Regions from separate parts of the Danio rerio genome. Here region 1 is linked to region 2. Evidence: chromatin contacts called from public HiChIP or PLAC-seq data. All regions are on one chromosome and are shown on one strand. The core of a region is the stretch at or near the end of the contact, and the rest is flanking DNA. Distances in the headings are between cores, read along the strand shown.

The links. HiChIP or PLAC-seq counts read pairs in DNA pulled down with a chosen protein or histone mark.
Region 1: an H3K4me3 HiChIP or PLAC-seq map of embryo shows a contact between it and region 2, with 4 times the contacts expected there. The contact joins the promoter of armc1l here to the promoter of aldh8a1 in region 2. A contact is called at or near these places in 2 of 18 Hi-C or Micro-C datasets (caudal fin and embryo) and 2 of 4 datasets of contacts at active chromatin or transcription factors (caudal fin and embryo).

Annotation. Positions count from the first base shown.
Region 1 is chr23:34,853,077-34,858,540 of GRCz12tu, forward strand. It overlaps armc1l (armadillo repeat containing 1, like), which reads left to right and starts at 3,045. Exons shown (of 7, transcript NM_199539.2): 1 at 3,045-3,120; 2 at 3,856-4,021; 3 at 4,325-4,416; 4 at 4,624-4,816; 5 at 4,909-5,025; 6 at 5,127-5,201. The coding sequence starts at 3,869. mtfr2 (mitochondrial fission regulator 2) reads right to left here and starts at 2,923. Exons shown (of 8, transcript NM_001077285.1): 1 at 2,902-2,923; 2 at 2,382-2,578; 3 at 2,193-2,297; 4 at 334-458. The coding sequence starts at 2,453.
Region 2 is chr23:34,703,381-34,709,503 of GRCz12tu, forward strand. It overlaps aldh8a1 (aldehyde dehydrogenase 8 family, member A1), which reads right to left and starts at 2,932. Exons shown (of 7, transcript NM_001004540.1): 1 at 2,715-2,932; 2 at 1,957-2,104. The coding sequence starts at 2,852.

The DNA of each region.
Region 1 (5,464 bases), core at 1,795-4,294, 150 kb after region 2:
TAAATAGAGCTATTCAAGCCATCTAGTGAAACTGTATTCATTTCACAATATAAATCACAAAAAAATATATCACTATGTCAGATTTTTCCAATACCGTGCTGCCCTAAAATGATACAGGATTTTGAATGCAAATTCTATTGCAAAATATTTTTCTTTATTACATTTTTGATCAAATAAATGTGACTGGTGAAGAAGAGAGCCTTCTTTAAAACAAATTAAACTTAAAATCTGGCAGATCCTAAATATTTGACAGGTAGTGTATATTTAGCACTCAAAGCAATGCTGGCCTGTCAGTGAGCTATTAATAAACACTTGGGTTTCTGATGTGACTACCTGAATTTTGTGTGACTGTCTCCTTCATCCTCGACCAGCCAAAGCACATCCGCTAAAGTAGGAATGGCTGGAGAGTCCACTGACACATCGATATGGCTGTGCTTATTAAAGGTCTGCAGAGGAATCTTAAAGGAAGAGTCAGAACACATTAGTGAGGATGCTCTTAAGTCCTTTGAAGCTTTTTGCATGTTAAAGTGCTTCACAAAACTCTTATTAACAATTCATACTGAGAGAAACATGCATGTTTTGTACACAAGCGTGCATTAAGCTTGAGTTACAAAAATGAGGTAAATGCAAATGTATACTTCTTATATATTTTTTCTTATTTCATTTATTTATTGAAATGTACAAAACATTATGTAGACTGTAAGAATACAAAAAGTATCAAGACTTTTTTTTTTACAATTAGCCAAAGAAAAAAATAATAAGAACAATAAAACAAATAAAAAAACAACCCACCACCTCACCCATACATGAGGCACAAAAAAAATAATTTAAAATATGATAAAACATTGAATTGAAACAATAACATAAAACAAGAGAACGTTACAACTACAACAACAAAAAAAGACTAGAAAAATTAACAATTATTATACACAATAAACAGTTATTAAAGTCTAACAAAGGGAACTGTGTCAAAAAAGGGCCTCAAACAAAGTCTGCGGGCTTTTGTCTGACAGAATAAAATAAAATATATTTTTTCTGAATTTAAACTAAGCTAAAAAAAAAGCTTTGAGATTAAAAAAATGTAAAGGTCAAGACATGGCAGTTAGATTTGTTCTTGAAAACTAAAATAAATAGTTTTTTCTAAAAATGAAATGAATCTTAAATGAAACAAAATGTAAACATTAGACGACAAAAATGTCTCTGCAACTAACTAAAATAAAATGCTTAAACTAAAGAACTTCAATTGCTAAAAGTTGAAAAATTGAAATAAAAATTAAAAAGCTAAAATCAAAATTTTAAAAATCATCAACAAAATAAACATAACAAAAGTACATATTACACTAGGCCTGTGCGCTAAATCAAAATCGTATTGCAATTTGAAACGTTGCAGTTAGTTAATATCAAGAGGCTGCAAAATAAAATATGTACAGTTAAAGTCAGAATTATATACAAAAATAACGAATACCATCTGAGGTGAAGTGCTTCAAAACCAGTCCGCAATGCTATTAAACATGCTAGACTTTCTGCGATGGTGTCGTGAGACAACGCAGACATGGTATCAGTTGTCATCAACTATGCCATTACACGAGAAGAAACAATAGACTCTTGTCACAAAATTTTTGCCATGACATACAGATTATTGAGCTGAAGCTTGAGTTAAATTAAAATCAGCTTGAATTAAATCATAAACCAAATCACAATCCCAATCTGTCCAAAAAAATAATAAAAAATAGCAATTAGATATTTACCCCAAATCGCACAGCCCTATAATACACTGAACATATACAAACAATAAAACGAAACAAAATAGTGCCAAAATTGGTAAGTGGTAAAGTTGGCTTTATATTCTCACATTCGTTCAGTGACAACTTGCTTCCTATATGGTTTACCATGGTACTTTAAATATATTCAGCCTGAAATCACATGCAAGTATGACTTGAAAACAGCATTAGCTCTATTTATTTGCGTGTGAACAATGTTGTACTTTGATAGTCATTTGCTGCTAATATTATTTCACTATTTAGATTATGTAAATAATACTTTTCTGAAATTATATTATTAAGGAGAATGTTTGAATGTGTTAATATAAAACAAACTTTACCTCAATGAGTAACTACTGTAGTTTTTATTGATAGTATTCTTATATATTATTTTTAGTAGCAGTACAAATTTATTTCTACAGCATAAAATACCTGAAACCGCAACCGAGGGTAAGGAGAAAGAGGAAGATTTGTTCCAATCATTCGGACTAGGCTTCGGTACTGTCCACAGTGTGTACTTTCCCATACTGGAACCAACTGCAACAATACACACAAATGCACTGTTAATAAATTATAACTTTCATTAAATAACTTTTTTTATGTACTTGATTGTCTCTATACCATGTCTGGAGGCACTCCAAAATATTCCAGAACACATTTCAGCAGGTCAACGATGTCCTCCAGCAGAGACATTGACTGTGTGTGTGTATATTTTGCACGCTGGATTTCTGCTGACGGATGAACTAACAACACACAGACACTGCACCAAACTTCTCCACGTGACCAGAGGGATCAAATCAGCTGCATTCCGCTCAACTCTGTAACAAAACCCGCAATATAAAGATTATACATTAATTCTGAAATACTACGATAAAACTAATGACATAAATGCAAGATAATAGTAATCAAATGCAGCGGTAATTACCAGCATCGTCAACTGTCCTACCAATGAGTGCGTACGAAAACACACACACACACACACACACACACACACACACACACACACACGTATCTCAAACATATCCTATAACGTTATTTCACTTTTGGATATGTCTACGTTTCATTTAATCCTACGGTCGTCTTATTAAATGCCGTTTATATTTACGAAGACAATTTGTTTAATTAATGTTATTCACTTTACCTCCTCGCCGTCTCACGCTTCCCGTGCAGGTAAACTCAAATAAAGCTCTTTCTGTGAGGGCGTTTGTGATTGGTCCGGGCGGTGGGGTTGGCTCCAGTAGCCAATCAACTTGAAACATTTAGAAACGATGTCAAAGACGTTAGCCAATTATTTCGTTTGAACAGAAGGAGTGGGAAGTTTCGTATTTGTTTGTGTGTGCTGTTAAAAGTAACGGTAGCGGTGAGTACAGTGACAGTGTAAACTGATAAATTTAATTGTCGTATTAACATACACGAAGGAGTGTTTTGAAAACGATATGTAACAATGTTAACGTGAATAAATATAGATGTTATTTAATTTACAGTAATGTTTGAATAGCAATTTCAACACTTTAGCTGTTTTGCTAACACGCTATTAGCGGTAGTGTTTTGAGCATGTGTGCTATTCGCGTTAGCTTTTCTGAAGTCTCATGTTACCATGTGTGAACAAGGTGTACTTTTAAGGTCTCATTTTTTTCACGTAGTTGTTAATGCCTTATTATTGTCGAAATTTTAAAAGGCTATTATTGTAAACGGTCACGTGATCGAAACGGTTGAAATGTGCACAAAATAAAACAGAAAACATGCATGATACGCCCATAACATAAATACGATATTAAGATAGCATAATAAATAAAACAAATGCTGTGTTTTGTATAGAACAAAACCACAATTCATAAATCACATCTGTCCAATAGGAATGTAGCTTCTAGGTATCAGTAATGATTAAATCACACTGAACAGAGCTAAACTGAACTGAACTGAACTTAAACACTAAAACCTGAACCACACTGTTCCAGTTACTATGACCATTTATGTGAAGCTGCTTTGACACAATCTACATTGTAAAAGCGCTATACAAATAAAGCTGAATTGAATTGAATTGAGTATCAAATGGCCGTCAAATAAATTGTCTTTATATCCTCTGGTGTTTCAGATCTCCACAAAAAATGATGGACGCATTATCAGTCGTGACACAGCTACGGGACTTGGCATCAGAACCACAGAACCGGGAGGTTATTGTTCAGGACCAGGGTTGCCTTCCAGGATTAGTGCTGTTCCTGGACCACAAAGACCCTAAAGTGCTTTTTGCCACCCTTCAGGTACACTCAGACCTGATTTGTCAATTAACAAATCGTCACCTTGGAATTGTAAGTTCTATCTGCGTTCTGATATATTTCGAGATAATGAGCTCTAAAGTTTTTGCATTTCATATAGCAAAACATTTGTTTTGTTTTTTAATAAAACAAAACAAAACAAATCCCATAATGTAAGTAAGTTGTCATTTAATAAGAATATGTGAAAAACTAAATTTTGACAAAAATGTCAGATAGAACTTTATAAATATAAGGTGACGAAATGTTTTTATCTGTATAAATTAGAGTTTTAAAGTGTCTTCTCCTCAGGCCTTGCGGTACTTGGCTGAATCGCCCCGTAACATCAATACAATGAGAAATGAGCTTGGCATGATGGTCAGCCTGGAGTCATTGATAAAGAGGTGTTTTATTTTAAACTAAACACTTTTATCATTAGTAGTTTTTCCATTTATACCTGTAAATGTATAATGAAATCGAGCTTCTTCTATGATGTTCTGGAATTTATCAAATGAACTTTAAATTTTGATATACACTTTGAGCTTTAGTCTAATTATGCACACTGCATCAATGCACAAAATTCATTATCTTCCTTTTTCTATTCCCTCAAGGACCGATTTGACAACTGATATTACAGACCTAGCAAAAGAGGTTCATGATTTGTTAAACGCTCAATCACAGAGGCCGGGTTGTCAGACTCCAGAGCAACAGAAGAAGAAGAAGAACAAACCTCAGTTCTTCATTAACAGCACTAACAAGAAAGCCAAATCAGTTACCCTCCACATACAAGGCTTGGATGGGGCGGTATGTACAAAATGTGAAGCTGTCACGTGCACTTTTGATTGTTTCTTATGTTAGTGCAGATCGTAGACTAAGATGATGTATTGTTTTGACAGGATCAGAGAGGTGTGTGTGAAGAGGCTCTTCTAAGGGTTAAAGGTGTAATCAGCTTCACGTTTCAGATGGCTCTGAAGAGATGCACTGTACGCATTCGTGCTGATCTGCCTACTGAGGTATTACTTTTTTTTTTTAAAGGGAGGAGTTAAATAAGCACAGATGTGGTATTGCGATATGCATGAAAATTGTAAAAGCAAATGTGTTTATTTTTTTCTAGAGTCTGGCCACTGCCATTGCTTCCACAAAAGTGCTTTCGGCTAAGCAGGTTGTAAAAGATGAAAATGGAGAAGAGGTGGGTGCTTCTTTTGCTGATCCAGGGCTCAATAATATGTTGGTCTGGTCTGGTCAAGTCAGATTTTTATATTTTGCCATTTTAATGGTTATCAGTTTTGATTGATATTTGTAATATATGTGCACACACACGTATACACAAACAGATATGGGGGGGATAAAAGATCTACTGAAAATTAACAGATTCTCTGCATTTTCTAGGCATAGGTTTAAATAAAATAATTTTTTTGTTTTTATTAAAAAATGTATAACATTTTTTTTTTT
Region 2 (6,123 bases), core at 1,682-4,181:
GAGAAAACAGTAGTTTTATTCAAAAAAGTAGTTTTATTCATTTTTTTGGAACACAAATGTTTTCTTGGCACTTCATGTGATTCAAGTTAAACCAATAAAGTCACATTAAATATTTTGACAATGGTTTTGACAATGTTCTTTTCTGGACTTTAAATGTCTCGAGACCATTGTTGTCTAAAGAGGTGTCAGAGAGGTCTCTGGTTGCATCAAAAATATCTTAGTTTGTGTTCTGAAGACAAACAAAAGCGACTCAACCTACATGAGGGTAAGTAATTAATCACAAATATACATTTTTGTATGAACTAATTCTTTGCGAATTTGTATGTAGTGAGGTTGTTTTTGCCACAGGCTGCTCTGAGCATTTCAAAAACTTTCATGAATGACCATCTTTAGGGTTTATAAAAACGGTATGAGAAAGAAAATATTCAGCAAGTGACAGTTCTGTCACCAATTTTGGACAACAGAAGACTGGAAAATGGTCATTGATTTCTGGTGGGACATTTGGATGATAGGGTCAATAAAATTGACAAAAAAATAAACAGCATTACAGCAGGGATCAGTCCTGTCTTTTCGCAACAGTCCCACAGTAGTGGACAAAGTGATTAAAACAGCTGACAGATCTGGAAATGTTGACCTTTCTTGCCTTCAAAACAGGATTTTATTTCCTCATTTTCATGAAACATGCAGATGGCTGCTGCGATAAATATTAACTGATGTTTTTATCCACTTTTAACTTTAATACTTGGCATTGTATGTCCACATCTTTTGCAGCAGTTACAGCAGCACATCTCTCTGGCATAGTGTCAATATATTTACTGAGAACTTTAACACTAATGTTATCCCATGCCTTCTGCAATTGAAGCCTTTTCTTTCCTGTACAGGAACATAGTTTGTTTCACATTATCAGTGAAATAAGTCTAGCTTGTTTTTAGAATGAAAATAACTGAAACCTCATAAATAATATGGCCAGTTTTCTAATAATTTTGGCAACCATTATAATCCATATACAGTAAAGTCTAAAATTATTCATACCCCTGGTTAATTCTGACTTAAAGTTACTTTTATACAACCAGAAAGTAGCTTTTTGACCAAAATGACAAAGGCTTATGCCTTTATCAGCTTTTATTTAGATTTGAACAAAAAATTCAGAATTTGCCAGGGGTATGAATAATTTCAGGCTTGACTGTATATACACACGGAAACATACAGTTGAAGTCAGAATTATTAGCCCCCTTTAAAATTTTTTCTTCTTTTTTTAATATTTTCCGAATGGTGTTTAACAGAGCAAGGAAATTTTCACAGTATGTCTGATAATATTTTTTCTTCTGGAAAAAGTTGTGTTTGTTTTATTTCAGCTAGAATAAAAACAGTTTAAATTTTTTTAAACACCATTTTAGGGACAGAATTATTAGTCTCTTTAAGCTATATTTTTTCTCGATAGTCTACAGAACAACCCATAGTTATACAATAACTTGCCTAATTACCCTAACCTGCCTAGTTACCTTAATTAACCTAAGTAAGCTTTAAGCTGTATAGAAGTGTCTTGAAAAATATCTAGTCAAATATTATTTACTGTCATCATGGTGAGGAGAAAATAAATCCATTATTAGAGATAAGTTATTAAAACTATTATGTTTAGAAATGTGTTAAAAAAATCTTCTCTCTGTTAAACAGAAATTGAGGAAAAAATAAACAAGCGGTCTAATAATTCAGGGGGGCTAATAATTCTGACTTCAACTGTACATGCATGCATAAAATTAATTATATAAAATAAACATCAGACACTCTGCTCTCAGTATATCCTACTGAAAGAAAGCATAAATTAAGTGAAGACTACATTGCTGAATCGCTTAAATTCTGTCTACCTTTGGTCTATTGTGCAGCCGTGAGTCCTTATATAGTATGACTCATTTAGTGTACCCTGTACAATAATACCGCATTACAGTGCATTTTTACCCTGGTCTTTAGACTCGGCCTGAACAAACTCCTCCAGTCGAGCCTCTATCAGGTCTGCCAGTTTATTCAGCACTTTGGATCTATCAGCTGGGCTTTTAGCCGACCAATCCGGAAAGGCCTCTTTAGCTGCCCTCACTGCAGCATTCACCTATGAGCATTGAGAAAATATTTAACTTACTTATAAAGTTCAACAAATAAGAGATGATGCATTAGTTTGTAGAGGAAATTATTTATCTTAGAGTGTGAAGTGTTAGTAAATTGTCATTTTGAGCATTATTAAATATATTAAAGATGAAAGGAAAACAATTAAAAATAGGAAACACAATACAGCCCAAATAAGTGGATTTCAAACACACTCTCTATTCTGCTCCACTGACCCAGACAAGTTCTTTTGGCATGAGCTTTAGCTTGTTTAATAATTAAACTCTGGACCTTGAGCATCTGCCCACCTGATTGTTTCCCTTTTTTATGACCAACGTGTTTACAGGGAGAAATATCCGAGACCAAAGGTACTTCATCAAGTGTCTTTACTCCGAACATTCCTGGAATTTGTGTCTTAAGCCAAACAATGGCGTGACTGGTTACATATTCATTAAATGGGAGACTGCAATGATTCTCTACACTAGAAACAGGTGAAAATGTTCAACTAATTTCAATAGAATCTCTTTGGTGAAAGCGAGAGTACTTGATCATGCTCAACTAACATCATTGAGGATCAACTTAAACATAAAAGAGAATAATACAAAATAAACTCTCACCTCTTCAGCTCCACTGTCTGGAACTTTGCAATAAACTTCTCCTGTTGACGGGTCGAAAGAGTCGATCAGCTTGGAACATGGCACAAACTTCCCACCGATGTAGTTTTCCAGCACTAGATATTTCATGTCTTTTGACATCGCAAAAAAAATTGAGATAAAAAAAAAAATCAAGCTTGGCAAACAAAAGGAGGATCTGAAAGTTTTGCGCTGCACTCAGCACGGTGTTGCATATGAGCTTTCGCCAGACTCTTTTGCAATATGTTTACTCAACTAAATGATAGGTTGTAAAAGAAAACTAAACGGCTTCTCCAGCAGATACGCCACTCATTAATTAGAGCATGAGTTGGATATTAAAAGACCTTAACTTGCTGATGGAGGTGAGATAATATTCACAATTCTGTGAAAACAGAATGTTAGTCTCGAGTTAAATATTTAATCCTGACATTGACGACTGTTTAATGCTTTTAAAATGAACTCTACAAAATAATAACTTGATTGTTGGATACTTTTTAATAAAATAAACTACCAGCCAAACGTTTAAAACATTAATATTTCTAAAGATTTGAAGTAAGTTTATTCTGTTCACGAACATACACTGCAAAGAAATCGTGGTTGCCTTAAAATTTTAAGCTGAATTAAATTAAGCTTATGATTTTATTGAACTTATTTTAAGTTAAACTAACTTAAAACAGCTTGAGCAACGTGAAAAATTAAGTTAGAACGTGATTAACTTTAATAAGCTACAATGACCTAAAAACATATGCTGTCAGGACCAATTGATCATATCATTTTTACAGCATAGTTTTAATTTGATCAAACATACAGTAAAGAGTACACACACACTTACACACACTTACACACACTTACACACACTTACACACACACACACACACACACACACACACACACACACACACACACACACACACTTTACTGCTTATTCAAACTACTACTAAAATAATTTGAAACGAGGCATTTCTGGAGATTTTTTTCGGAAAACTTACTTGTTTTAAAGCTACATTAAGATAATGGATTTGTGTTTGGACAACCTGAAATAATTGAAATAAATATATAAAATGATAAATAAAAAAAACCCTGCATTTTTTTTTACAGTGCAATGTTATTGACGTGAAATTGCTTTAAAATATAAAATGAATAAGTCTTTCTCCAGAAGAAAAAATATTATCAGACATACTGTGAAAATATCCTTGCTCTGTTAAACATCATTTGGGAAATAATTAAAAAAGAAAAAAAATTAAAGGGAGGCTAATAATTCTGACTTCAACTGTGTGTGTGTGTGTGTGTGTGTGTGTGTGTGTGTCTATATATGTATGTATTTTGGTGATATTTAAAATATTTCCATATGCAGTAAACAAGAACAGCAGACATTATGTTGCCTTGGTTAAAATTATGAGTTAACAATTTAAGAATTTTTTTTGGTCACTTATAATAGTGACGAGGTCTCCAACAGAGTTTAAGAACTTGTGAGAAACGCAAACAAAATCAAAAAGACTAAATAACACCAATATGGCTGGTGGGAGTCTGCCATCTTGCTTTACAGAAGATGGCACTACTGGCATGAAATCCAATCACACCTAATTTCACACTCACTTTATCTCATATGCAACACTGCTGGCCTCTGTTTTCATTTCTTGAAATAAACCTTCTTTATTGAGCGAGACCAATAAAATAGTCTCTTTGAATATTTGAAGTATTAAATGAGATATTTTACCGAGCCAGAACAGGGATCTTCAAAAATAATGCAGAGAATAATACAAATTTGAAGTACAAGAACAAAAGACTTAACAGAAGAGCAAAATGCATCCCAGAGTAGCTTAATTACAAAGTGATTTTCTAATTTGATATTGCTTCAATTTTTCATGAATGAATCATCAAAGTTTTATGAGGAGGAGCAGAAAGACTCCAGACTTTGTTCATTTCAAATCAAAAGACCAACCCATGGAGGAAAGTGGGTGGATGGTGAAAATCTAATTTCTCATAAAAAAAAAAAGAAAAAAGATGCAAACCACCGCATGTAGAGAAAAATACCATCCATGAGGACAATTATCAAGCAGGAAAAAGACAACTCATACTGTGAAAATACCATTGTAGGCAGCGATGCAGAAAATGACAGGAAGAAAAAGATCCTACACAATCTCTTTGGATGATTGCAATTGCGATGTGTAATTGTCAGAAATGTTCTTTGCGGGTAATTCAGAAAGCTCTCTGAAGCTTTTTAACCCTTGAGACTGATTACCACAGTGCACTAGTAATAGGTCTAACTCTGCAGCACAAATACTTTATTTGCCATGCTCAATTGAGAACAAGTATTTTATCTTGATTGAACCTAGGCCTGTTGCAATAATCAATATATGGACTTATCGTTTTATCCTTGGAGATAACCTCAATATTTTTTGCCGTAGCATTATATATTTACAAATTCACAAACAACGTTAAAGCCATTTCACTATGACATTGTGTCTCTAAGTTTATGATTGCACATTACTTAATAGGACATTTAATAGTGTATATTATAGAACCTTTACCTTTTACAGCAAATTAAAGAATCTAAATAATCTGAAGAATAATAAGTATTTTAGAGTGTTGGCTATTTTTAAGTGTATGGCTATTTGTATTATTATGATGTGATATAATCATTATATAATCAGTGGCATAAATTGATCTCAAAATGACATTAATATCACTTATCGCAACAAATTCTGTGACAACATGTGGCACAACAAAAATGCTGTATCGTGACAGGCCTAATTAAACCACTTCAATAACCAAAGAGCTATAAAATGTCACATTACCATATCATGCATGAGGTTGAAGTTAAATATTTACCATCAATTTACTTTTCTTCTACTGAAAACATGCTATTGTTTTTCAGTGCATTCCTCTACTAGCAAGAGGGTGAACTGATTAAAGCAAGCTTGGCCAAATCAATGTGTCATCATCTTCCTTTGTGAGTCTTTATCTGTTCTGAACAAGCTGCATTTATGAAATCTTTTGATTATCAGGCTGTGAAGAGGAAAATTACAGAGCTGCATTTTCACAAACGAAACATATTGGAGGCATTTCAGCACATATAATTAGGGGTTGTAATATGATTTCTAAAACAAGTGGAAAATTACTTGGTTTCCCCCAGTCGCATATTACACTGAATAGCTCGAGTTTGAATAGTTTTCATAAAACATCAGTGGAATGGATGGTATTCAGCATCAGGACAAAAGGAAATTGCATTTTTTTTATCTGACAGAGTTAACAATTTACTTTAAATTCTGAATTTATTTTTAGAAAAACTGTTGTCCTAAAATTATTAAGCAAATGAACTATGTGCTTAACTATAAAAAAATAAGGTCAAGTTAACCTAACTGTTTCAGATTACAACAGGTTTAATCACTTT